Linked DNA regions of Mus musculus: region 1 is linked to region 2. The links are chromatin contacts, called in public promoter capture Hi-C maps. All regions are on one chromosome and are shown on one strand. Each heading gives the region's core, a stretch centred on a gene start, on an enhancer-like site or on the middle of the called end of the contact. The rest is flanking DNA. Distances are from core to core; before and after follow the strand shown.

Region 1 (5,803 bases), core at 1,502-4,001, 77 kb before region 2:
AGGCTTTCAGATCGTTGGAATCTGTCACAGTCTAAGGCGACATGGAATTTTAGTTGAAATGTGTGCCCATTTCTGGGAATGCACCTGGCTGGTTCTCCTGGGGCTTGTCCATGGCCACCACTGTACCCTTATGGAGCTGAACTGTTCTGGTAGAGACTAAATGGCCTTTTCTGGGGACATTCTAGTTTCCTTTAAAGCAGAGCACCTTGGAAGGATGGAGGTGGAAGCAGAGATGGAAAGTGAGTCATTTATTTCCCTGTGTAAATTGAAATGTTCGGAGTGAAATTGTCTTTTAAGTAGCCACCTCCACCCCAACCCCAATTGTTTATTCCTTAATTGAGAGCCTTTGATTGGAGAAAACAAAAGAATGAAATCAACAACAGATGTTCATGGTGATGCTAAGGGAGAAGACTTCTATGTCGCTCTTACAACCGTGATGATCTTGCTCCCATCCCCCTCCACACCCCTAGTGCCTTTACAATTTCAATAGTCTATTTTTTGCCTGTGCACCCCATTGGGAGGAGCACAGTATGAGAATGTTCATCTGCCCCACTCTATTATGTGTACGGTGAAGAATATTTGAAGTGACATGTGGCGGCCTGGTTCTTTAATCAGCGTGTGTATGGCACTGTGCTGGCTGCCGCCCAGGGGCTGAATCCCCAAAGGCTTGTTTCCCAGAGCGAGGCTGCATTTTGCCCCCTCGACACACCCGTTGTGATTTAATTCTCTATACCAAATCCGAAACCCAGAGACCCAGACTTTAGATGGGAAAGGGATCTGAGGGAAGTGGGACATTTTTCACGATGACGTAAGGCTTCTCCACTCGGAGAAAGGATTGGTTCTTTCTCTTTGTCTGGTGAGGAGTGGTCTTGGAAGCCAAGTACTGAGGATATTAAGGATAAGGTCAGCCTTTTCCATTGACGGGGGTTTGATATTGGGCATGTCGCTCTTCCACCATTTACCGAGATGTTTGGAATTGTAACAGAGATTCGCTGGGTTTCTACACGTGGGAGCATCATCTCTGGGTGGTCGTGGGATGCCACCTTTGATGGAAGGGCAGCCAGGGCGTTCTGAGGTCACCTAATTAGGCAGCAGTGAAGGAAAGCGCCAGAGTAGAGAACCATGGCCCTCCTTCCCCTGTATCATTTCTTCCCTTCTCTCCGTATTCCTGTAGTGTCATATTTTGTTTTTTAATCTAACCTTTCATGCCACCGTCTCATTTCCCATGCGTATCTGGAATAATATCCAGCTTCATAAAAGCCCTGCCGCACATTCTCAGTTATGAGTAATTTCTAAAAGCCTAATAATTGGCAGTCACCTTCTCATTCCTTTGTGTCTGACTCTGCTGTGGAAATTCTGGAAAGTCTTGGCCATTTTTTCTTATAAAAAGGTGGAAGGGTTGGAACCTTATAGGTTAATGAGGAAGGCAGCATGCCCCAAATACAGTCCACAGCACCAGGCTTCACATACGTGTGTGTCAGAGTCAAACGTAAAAGAACTTTAAAAGTTAACAGCCCTCCACAGGAGCGTGCACAGCGGTGCGGTGCATGATAGTCAGAAGATGGAAGCCAGCCACCCGGCTTCCGTTGGATGACTGCAGGAGCCGATCGTGACATCTAGCTAATGGGATATTATCAGAGCTTAGAAAGAACGAAGTGTTGATACACACTGCAATTTAGATGACTCTCAAAAGCCCCTTAAACTCAGACGCCCTTGTCGTACAGTCTACCTTGTGTGACTCGGTCTGAATAGGTGGACAGAGAACCAGGAAGATTCATGGTTGCTGGGGCCCTGGGAGGGCAAACTGAAGACTCCTGCAGAATGAGCCTGGGGGCTGGCTCTCTTGAGCCGGTGGAGACATTTTGGAGTTCTTTGGAGGGGATCCTTGAGCAGCATCCAAAGTATCTAAGAGGCAGTGACCTCATTAATTAAACTGTCCCGTGTTCTTGCATCGGCCCCAGTGACCCCCCCCCCCCCCCGGCACTTGTTGGTCTCCAGCCCTCCTCCCTCATGATGCTTCCTAGTGACACATCTGGTAGGCTGGTGGAGAATCAGGGTCTTCTGTAAGCCTCACACCTTCCCTTCGGAGGCCGGCAAAGCATTTGATCCTGTTACCCTCTGATGGTGGAGGGGTCTTCCCAGCTTTGCTATTGTCCCAGCTCTCTGACTTGCTTCTCTCTGCTGGGATTGGAGACAAGAATGAGCGGGATCTAACCTCATACATACGGTGGTTGGGAGTTTTACATAAGACTGACAAGTGCCTGGCAGAGGGTTAGCACACACGTGCATATAGTTAATCTTATGCCTGTCCTTTGGGTTCTCTGAGTTCATGGAAAGATGGTGGGAGGGAACCCTGTGCCCCAGAGTGACCTGTGGTACACGAGTCTACCTCACTCTGCTCTAATCTTCAGCCTTTTGTCTCTTCCACTCTTTGCTGAGGAGGAGCCTCTGTGTTTGGAGGGGAAGAGAGGTCATGGTTAGCTGGGGCTGATCACAGCAGAAAGGCTTCCTGGCTTTAGCTGCAGCTCCACCAGGGCCATTGTCCGGGTAGGCCTGGTGGCTGCTTCCATGAAGTGTGACACTTGTCAAATACCCTTAGGTTTGGGAAAGACAAGAAATAAAAGAAACGGGGCTTCCTGCCCCCGTGCCAGAGCCCCATCATCAGGATGCACGAAGGCAGGATGAACGTGTGGCTTCTAGTCTGGGTCTCCCTCCCCTGTAGTGGCATGAATTGATGGGGCCCATCTGTCTGCTTCAGCAAGCAGGATGAAGTCATAGTGCTTAAAATAGCTCAAGGGACTAGCGCAGTCCTCTCTCCCTCACCCCCTGAGGACTTTCACACAGGATTTTGGAATCGTGGCTTGGGTGTCGGTTTCCTTGGTAGGCCCACATCTGGGTGGTGCGTGCGTGTGCCCAGCTCTCCTTCATGCCCGGCACTTCTGAGAGTGATTCCTTTCAAGGAGGGTCTCTTCAGACCCACCTTGTGTGGTCCCTTCTCATCACTTCATTTCATGTAGTTTTCCTGCCCTTGTCTCTTCCACACTGTCCTGAGGTGGATAGAATGCGCAGGAACTTCCCTTCCCAGCTTGAGATAACTCTGAAGAAGGCTTCGCTTGCTTGGCACAGAGCTAAGTTCTTCAGTTCTGCTCTTGGGGCTTAGCTAACTAGGAAAGGAAGCAGAAGCCAGTCCTGGTCTCTTTCCTGACAGGAAGCAGAGGGCAACGTTCTTCCACCATGCCCTTCTTACTGCTTCGTAATTCCAGGTGACTATCCAGGTGGATAAAGGACGTATGGATGTCCTTTAGCATTGGTATGGCCTTTGTATTCCTTAGAGACTAGTACTGGCCTTTTATTTTACTTTACACTTGATTCAAGAAGAGGGATAAACCCCCCCCACCAAATCCCCAAATTCATACTGTCCTTGGAGAGAATTACAATGTATTTATTCCATATGACTCTCCAGAGATTGCAGCTTCACAATTTCCCTTCAGACTTCTACAGAGTTACTACGGCCTCCTGTGCCAGCAAGCAGGAAGCATGTGAACTCAGTAGGCTGTCACCATCACACTGGTTGGGACTTGGCTAGTCCACCATTGGAAAACCTTAACTTGTTTGCATGTCTTATTTTACAAGGGAAATGGATATCAGACAAGGGTAAGCGGTGACTTGATTGCCCTACTGGACCTGTCCTCAGATTTGCCTTTGGGGCATTTCAGCTGCTCTGCTACTGCAGAGAGTCTGTTTTAAAATTTGAGCCATCTGGTTGGAGTGAGCAAGTGTCAGAACGCTGTCTCCACTTTGATCCTCTTCTGCAAAGAGACCCTCCTCCCTGGGAACCTGGCAGTCCCGGTGCAGGTATCTGTACCTGGGGAGCAGAGGTCTGGGGACAGAAACAAGGTGTTTTCCTGCACAGAGGACAAGGTGGGCTTGGTTAGAAAGAGATAGGATAGCTGGGCAGTGGTGGCACACGCCTTTAATCCCAGCACTTGGAAGGCAGAGGCAGGTGGATTTTTGAGTTCGAGGCCAGCCTGGTCTGCAGAGTGAGTTCCAGGACAGCCAGAGTAACCACAGAGAAACCCTATCTCAGGGAAGAGGGGGGTGGGGGGTGGGGAGGAGGAGGAGGGGGAGGAAGAGGGAGGAGAGGGAGAGGGACTTTGGCTGAGGAGAGAACTTGCAGTTTAGAAGTACCATATAGAGAAAAATAATTGAAGAAGCTGCACCCAGCATGGCAGACTAGAAGAGAGACCATTTAGAACCGCAGTGGACTATGCTCTGTGGCCAGTAACCCCCTACGGACAAGTGTGCCAGGTCTGAGCTACGATCTGGATGCTTCCATGGAGCTGATTTTTTTTTTTTTTTTTTTTTTTTTTTTGAGACAGGGTTTCTCTGTGTAGCCCTGGCTGTCCTGGAACTCAATTTGTAGACCAGGCTGGCCTTGAACTCAGAAATCTGCCTGCCTCTGCCTCCCAAGTGCTGGGATTAAAGGCATTCGTCACCACACCTGGCTCATGGAGCTGATTCTGATGGAGACTCAAGGAGCCCTGTGTCTCTTACTTTGCATTTTCTTGGGTGACTAGACCTTCGGGCACTCATGTGTCCAGGTCCTAAGCCATTTTAAAGTGATGCTTTGGAGTTGTCAGAGAGAGACGACTACTAAGTCGCTTCTTCTAGACTCTAGAATTTTCTTCCTTAACCTTAGAGATGGGAAGAACTGCTTTCTTCGTAATTAGGAGCGAGGGGTTTTTTTTATGGCTCATCCTTAAACCTCTGGCTTTACCGTCTCATGTATAAATGTTTAAAAAAGGACTCAGCGAGAGCCCCTGGCAAGTCCTGGGTGCTGTGCTCATGGTGTTGACCATGACACCTCTCAAAGCACATAAACTTGTTGGGTTCAGGCAGTCACTGGTACTTTAATTACCAGCTGCTGCGGACTTGTGAAACTCCATCTTAGGAAGAAGGAAGTTAGAAATCTCTGACCACTGCCTGCAAGCTTGCAGGGTCTGACCGTTTCCTGTCTCTTTTTACCTCTAACCCCACCTGTTCCCCGTGCTCACCTCTCCAAATTCCTGTTCATCCCAGAACCAATGTGCCTGCTGTTCCCTCTGCTGGAAGTCTTGTTCTCCACACCTTTGGGTTGTTCCAGCCCCAGCGTGGGGAACCCTTTTCAGCCACACCCCTGTCCTCTGCATCCTCGGTCCTTTCTCTGTCTTTGTTCTGCATATTGTACTTTATTTTCATGGCTTCTTCCTCCTATGTTCCTCCCAGCAGCTTGGATGCTCCAGGAGCACAGACTTTGTATCATTGTTTATCTCCTTGGCAACTGATGCTCCGTGAATAATCACCGAGTGAATGAATGAACCAAACACAGATTTTAAATTAGCATATTACTTAGTTTTCTATTGCTGTGATAAAATACTCCCGGACCAAAAGCAACTTACAGATAAAAATGCTTATTTTGGCTTAAGATTCCCAGGGGATGAGAGAACATCATAGCAGAGAGGCCTGGCAGCAGAATTAGCTTAGTAGCAGGAGCAGGAAGCCAAGCTGATCATCTCTCAACTGAAAGTAGAAAGCAGAGGGCCAAGTGCAGTGTGATTACTCTGTAGTGATATACTCTTCCTCCAGAAGGGTCATTACCTCCTAAAGGTTCCATTACTGCTCTCAAACAGCGCCACCAGTTGGGATCAGCTGTCCGAATATCTGAGCCTATGGAGGACATTTCTTATTTAAACCACCATAATTAGGGAATTTAAACTTAGCCTGTGCCTGCCGAAGTGTTCTTTTGCGAATGCTTGGAGCAAGA
Region 2 (5,882 bases), core at 1,629-4,128:
CATCCCGCTTGCCAGCTCTTAAGGTGGGGCTGGGGGCAAGAAAGGGGGACAGTTAGCTCTATCGAGCACACGTGTTCTGTCATAAAGATCTGGACTCAAATATCCCCAAGTCATGTCGGTCCTCCAGGGCTACCTCAGCCCGTGGAAGGATGCCTGGGAAGACCCCAGGTGGACCATCGCACTGAATAAGCCTGCAAGTGCCAGGCACTGTTAGGGTGCTCTGTGTCCCTCCACCGTCCCCAACACACAGGTCGCTCCATGACAGCCTTTTTCCCTTTCTCTTTCCAAAAAGGAACTACTTGTCACCTTCAGCTTAGATCCCTATCTCAGATGCCTTTCATGAAAGGTTGAAAAGGTCACGCAGTAACCCAGGTAGAAGTGGTTGGAACAAGACAGTGAGGGGACCCACATGATGACATACACAAATTGCTTCCCTTTAGGAGGAAGAGATTTCCATGTTAGGAGAGATTACCCACCTTCAGACCATATCGGAGGATCTGAAGAGCCTGACCATGGACCCTCACAAGCTGCCCTCCTCAAGTGAACAGGTAAGAACTGTGGACCGAGTGGTCAGGGACCAGTCTAAGAAAGACACAGAATTCAGGGCTCTGGTCATCCGTGTGGCGTCCATTGTGTCTGAAATTACACCCAGATGTGACTATGTTGTTCACATCGTCACTGTGGCGGTTATTGTGGCCAGCCCCTGGGTTATGCTGTATTTCCATCCTTTGTGAACCATTGTCATTCCTTTTCACTATTATAGGGAAAGACGCTGAGGTACTGAGAGGTGAGGGCCTTTAGCTAAGGCCACCACTCTAGTAAGCAGTGACACTAGGATTTCAGTCAGGAGATCCATGACCAGATCCGGGCTCATCCTCTCTGAGCCGAGAGCTATCAAAGGACCCCATGTCACTCTGATGCCATGGCCGGCAACCCTCTCTGGAGCGAATAAAGTCATTCATGAGAACCTCTCCCATCCGAGGAAAAGATGATGTATTTCTAAATGCTTTTACTCTTTTGGGGTGTGTGTGATATTGATACTCTATGTCTAAGTTAGGGTGCTGGGAACAACACCGTGACCAAGGCAACTCTTACAAGGCCATCATTTAATTGGATCTGGCTTACAGGTTCAGAGGTTCAGTCCACTATCATCAAGGTGGGCGCATGGCAGCATCCAGGCAGGCATGGTGCAGGAGGAGCTGAGAGAGTTCTACATCTTCATCTGAAGGCCTCTAGAAGAAGACTAGCTTCCAGGCAGCTGGGACAAGGGTCTTAAAGCCCATGCCCCCAGTGGCACACCTACTCCAAGACCATGCTCCTAATAGTGCCACTCCCTGGGCCGAGCATCTACAAACCATCACAGTGTATCAAGTGGGGGACAGCTGACCAGCCACATGCCGGTTTGAGCCTTTTGCAGACAGTTCTTACTGTCTGCTTGGACAGTCAGCTGAGAAGCTAAATTTGGAAGCTTTGTGGTTTTCTGTCTATGAGATTTTTGTATTAAACTCGAATATGTGTTAACTCAGTAAGTAGACCTGAGTGGGGTGCCTGTAAAAGAGAGCAAGAGGTGGACCTTACACTCAATGGCTCTTTGTCACCAGGGAGACACACAGAAATGATTGTGATACGATTTGGCTCACTCTTAGGGAGGTTTTCGTGCTTCTAGCCTGGTCAAATAGGACACGAGTGTCTACTGAACATCAAGTGGTTACGGTGCAGCCAGCGAGCCCCCAAACCATTATTGTCTTTACAGAGCTGCAGGCTGAAAACTGATTTTTAGCCTGTGTTTAAAATAGCTTTTAGGAGTTGTTAGTCCATCACTGTCATCATCTCTTTCTCCTGGTATTCCATGGCTTTCCTCTCTAACTCCCCCACCCCGTCAACGCCAGCTTTTTGCTCGTCTCTGAAGGACTGTGACACGAAGGGATAGGTACTGTGGCCCTTTAGTTGAAATGGGCATCTTCTCTGTTAATTCTGCCCCTCTCTGTGGATGACGCCCCTCCCATCCGTCCCTTACACAGCTGTGCTCTCTGTCCCTTCAGGTGATTTTGGACTTGAAAGGTTCTGACTATAGTTGGTCCTATCAGACGCCTCCTTCTTCTCCCAGTACAACTATGTCCAGAAAGTCAAGTGTCTGCAGGTAAGTGAAGCCCAGGGCCTCCTAATGCTTTCCGAGATCTATTTATGTGAGTGCAACGAGGAGCCAGGCTGTATGTCCAAAGGGGCCAATTTGAAATAGGAAATAGTGAGGCGAAGAATGTACTCACTCTTAAGTCTGTCTCTGTCCGTCATTCCCCACCACTAGTGTTCCGAGCCCAAGGTAGACCGTTTCTTTCCTTTTTAAGAAGTTGATCTAACTGTAGCTGGGACAGAAGCTACGGTGGCTTTGGCCTTGCTGTATCCTTCATGCCTACTCACACCATTCCTTGTGGAAATAAGCATTTAGGGTCCTGGGCCCTACAGGACCATTATGTAGTTTCACGAGGCAGCTATTCTTGGTCTGCGAAGGGCAAAGGTTTATTCTGTTCTTGAAAGTTGCAAGCATCACCTGATATGGCTCCCTGCCTCGGTCCCATACTACCGCTGCCGCCAATCATTTGACTTGACGTAGCGAAACCAGATGGCTGTGAAGTAGCCTAGAGAGGAAGGAGCAGGGACTCAGCTCCGGCTGTTAGGGAGATGCGGCCCAGCATCCTGCCTGCTTCATTTCACCCTAGAGCTTGTCGGGTACATAGGTGGCAGGCAGTTCCAGTCAAGAGGCTATGTCCTCACCTCTTTCCCGAAGATGTTGCTTGTTTTCTTGGCGCCTTTAATGGGCTGTATGTTTACTTGAGTCAGAGGAAAATCCTTTTTATGTTTCAGTGGCTCAGCAAGGCCCGTCTCATTAGCGCAGAACAAGCTACGCTGCCTTCTCCTCCTGGCCTTACTCAGTTGCACTGACAGGAGCTGGCTGGAGTGCCTTTCGGTCCCCAAATGCCATCTTCTGGCTAAAAATCGTAGCATTTATCCCCCCACGGCTGTTTGCTCCCCCTGCTGTGCTCACCTGTGTGTGACAGATCCCTGTGTGTGACAGATCCCTGTGTGTGACAGATCCCTGCAAGGCGTCTTAGCATCGACCAGCCACAGCCACACACGTTTGCAAACCCTGAGGCTTCCCCAGGCTTGCCAGGCTACATCCCCCCAAGGGGTTTTGTAACTGCCCTGCACGTTTTAGCTCTGCTTGCTTGCAGGTAGAGCACCTCCAGGGTCAGAGCCATTACCCTACTTCCTGCTTATTGGTTCACCGTAGAAGTAAGCAGCTTAGCACTGACTGGCTCTCCTCACCGAAAGCTGCCCATGCTGCTACACCCAGCCACACATGGTTTAACAGGGAAATGCCCACGAAGGAGTAGAGCCAGTGGTCAACTCACCATACATAGCGCTTGCACTCAGTCCCGTCCACCACCACCACCACTACCCCCGCCGCCCCCCATCCCCTCCCCCTCCGAGTTGATTGGCCGATGTACTTTGGTGGATGGAATCCACTTAGGATGGGATCCATCTTAAGCATAGGGTACCTGCCAGTGCTGTTTAGCTGTGTGGCCTCTGGTCATCTGGATCCAGGTAGTCTACCCAAGGATGTGAGACCATGTCCCTGCTTTGGACTTAGCGGTTTCTTGCTGCAGGCAGAAGAGTTCGCCCCCACTTCTTTCTTTATATCTCAAGTGTTTGTTCCCCAGTTTTGTTGGTAGGTGGCACAGTAGAGTTGGGCCTCATTGCTTTTTTTTTTTTTTTTTTTTTTGGTAAAAAGTATAGGCTCTTGCATGCTAAGACTGCCACGTAGTAGCCTCAGAGACCCGAAACCTAGCTCTCTTGCTGTTTGCCTAAAAGAACCTCTCGCTCACCAGCCCGATTGGGTCTTGGATAACATGTCCTGAGTTTGTATGCTTCTCCGGGGCAAGGAGCTGACGTTTCCTTGTGCTTTTCCCAACAGCAGCCTGAACAGCGTCAACAGCAGTGACTCCCGGTCCAGTGGCTCCCACTCGCACTCGCCCAGCTCGCATTACCGGTACCGCAGCTCTAACCTGGCCCAGCAGGCCCCCGTGAGGCTGTCCAGCGTGTCCTCCCACGACTCAGGATTCATATCCCAGGACGCCTTCCAGTCCAAGTCACCCTCTCCCATGCCACCTGAAGCTGCCAACCAGGTAAGGACGCCCTTCACCCAGAGAGCAGCAGGCACCCAGGGAGCCCTGACCACTGCTGATGGGTCATTTAAAAGAGACCCCCCCCCAAAGGGAGAGATCCTCTAAGTTGGGCTGGAAGCCTGTCTCAGCATCAGCAGTAGTTAAAAATACTGTGTTGGTTGGGTAAGCTATCACTTCTAAGTAGGTAGCCTCAAAGAGACTGCGTCTCTCCCCTGCATCCTTGTAGTACCTAAGTTGGTGTGACATTATGCTCCACAATGGGGACACCTCCTCTTCATGTCATCTCAGGTTTTTCCCCAGGGACAGAGACTCTATTGGTGAACAGTGATAACCCAAACCCTCAGTTCCAGTGAGAATGGCTTGTTAGAGCCCCCGTGGGTAACTCTGTTGGCACTTTGACCCCTTGAGGAGGAAAGATGTGTAATCTCTCCATGTACCATAGTTTGGATGACACTCACCGAGCTAGACCAGGTCTCTTGTGTGTGTTGGTGGTGTATACAACCCTTGGGGTGCCTGTTTCTTAGGGCCAGTTTGTCAGCTTTGGCTCCACACTTGTTAATTAATTAGCACAGTGTACCCAATGCTAGGACATGATTGGTGCCACCATCTATTGGGGCCCATCTCTAGCGCCACCTGCTGGAAGGCAGAGGAGTGTGGGGAGGCTGAGCCAGAGAACCTGGTTGCTCAGCCAAGGTTAGCAAGTGCAGAACCTCATATTTCAGAGCTCTTCAGCATTATTTAGCCATGTGAGCCTTTCCCCTCATTTTCCCCCTTTAGAGATGCGATTTCCCACAGAAAAACTCTGGCCTGAGCGAGCTTGGCCTGAGCGAGCTGCATTTACTTTCAGTATGTTTGTCTCAGCCAGGGTGCCTTGGCTTGGCACCCAGGGCCTCCATCCCTCTAATGTGCTCACTAAGCCATGCCTGCTGTGCTCCTACCAATCCGAATGTGGTCAGAAGGAGGGCAGAACTATTGTCTCCTTAAAGGTCACCTAGTGTGCAGTCTAGCTCTCTCTGTTTCTGATGGATTGAGAACTAACACAGTCTCGTACCCTGATAACCCTTGCTGAAACTGCAAAGCCTTTCTCTCTTCTCATGCCGCTGTTAGTGGCCCAAGCACAATTTATGCCCCAGTGATGTCTGGGGGAGCAAAAGATAGTAAATTGGGGGGGGGGGTCGGTCTCTGAGGTCTGAAAGCTTGTACTTACCTGGCTAGTTTCCAAGAGTAGGCTAGGGGAAGTGCCTGACACTCAAGCCAAGTTTGGATTTTCAACACTTACCAGGGTGGAGTGACACATGCCTCTCACCTCAGTGAACACTGGGAGGCTGCGGACGGGTGATCCCCTTGCTGGGTAGTTAATGAGGCCAATCAGTGGTTTCTGGGTTTAGTGAGAGACCTTGTCTCAAAGAAGCAGGGGGACAGGAGAAAAGGACACTAACACTAACCTCTGGCTGCTTCACACACAGCAGTAGGCTTTCTGTTTGTTTGTTTGTTACTGGATGTGGAACCCAGGGTCTGTTCTCTCTCTCTCTCTCTCTCTCTCTCTCTCTCTCTCTCTCTCTCTCTCTCTCCCCTCCCCCAACCCCCCTCTAATAAGCTCTTTGTATGTTTTGTTGGAGCTAGGTGTGGAACACACACGCACACACACACACACACACACACACACACACTCACAGAGGTGGGGGGTGCACACGCGCA

The links. Capture Hi-C pulls out chosen DNA fragments and counts their contacts.
Region 1: a promoter capture Hi-C map of pancreatic islet shows a contact between it and region 2. The contact joins two enhancer-like sites. A contact is called at or near these places in 1 of 115 datasets of contacts at active chromatin or transcription factors (embryonic stem cells) and 3 of 9 other capture datasets (adipose tissue, liver and pancreatic islet).

Annotation. Positions count from the first base shown.
Region 1 is chr15:59,027,174-59,032,976 of GRCm38.p6, reverse strand. All of the region lies in intron 3 of Mtss1 (MTSS I-BAR domain containing 1), which reads left to right. Among named protein-coding and RNA genes, the nearest start is that of Gm41330, 36 kb to the right of the region's middle. Within about 2 kb of position 2,751, at least 109 of the 459 cell types and tissues checked have an H3K27ac peak or open chromatin away from gene starts, as enhancers often do. A contact at or near this core is called in pancreatic islet, where this site is marked.
Region 2 is chr15:58,949,772-58,955,653 of GRCm38.p6, reverse strand. Mtss1 (MTSS I-BAR domain containing 1) reads left to right here. Exons shown (of 15, transcript NM_144800.2): 9 at 441-548; 10 at 2,043-2,140; 11 at 3,974-4,184. Among named protein-coding and RNA genes, the nearest start is that of Ndufb9, 19 kb to the right of the region's middle. Within about 2 kb of position 2,878, at least 6 of the 459 cell types and tissues checked have an H3K27ac peak or open chromatin away from gene starts, as enhancers often do. A contact at or near this core is called in pancreatic islet, where this site is marked.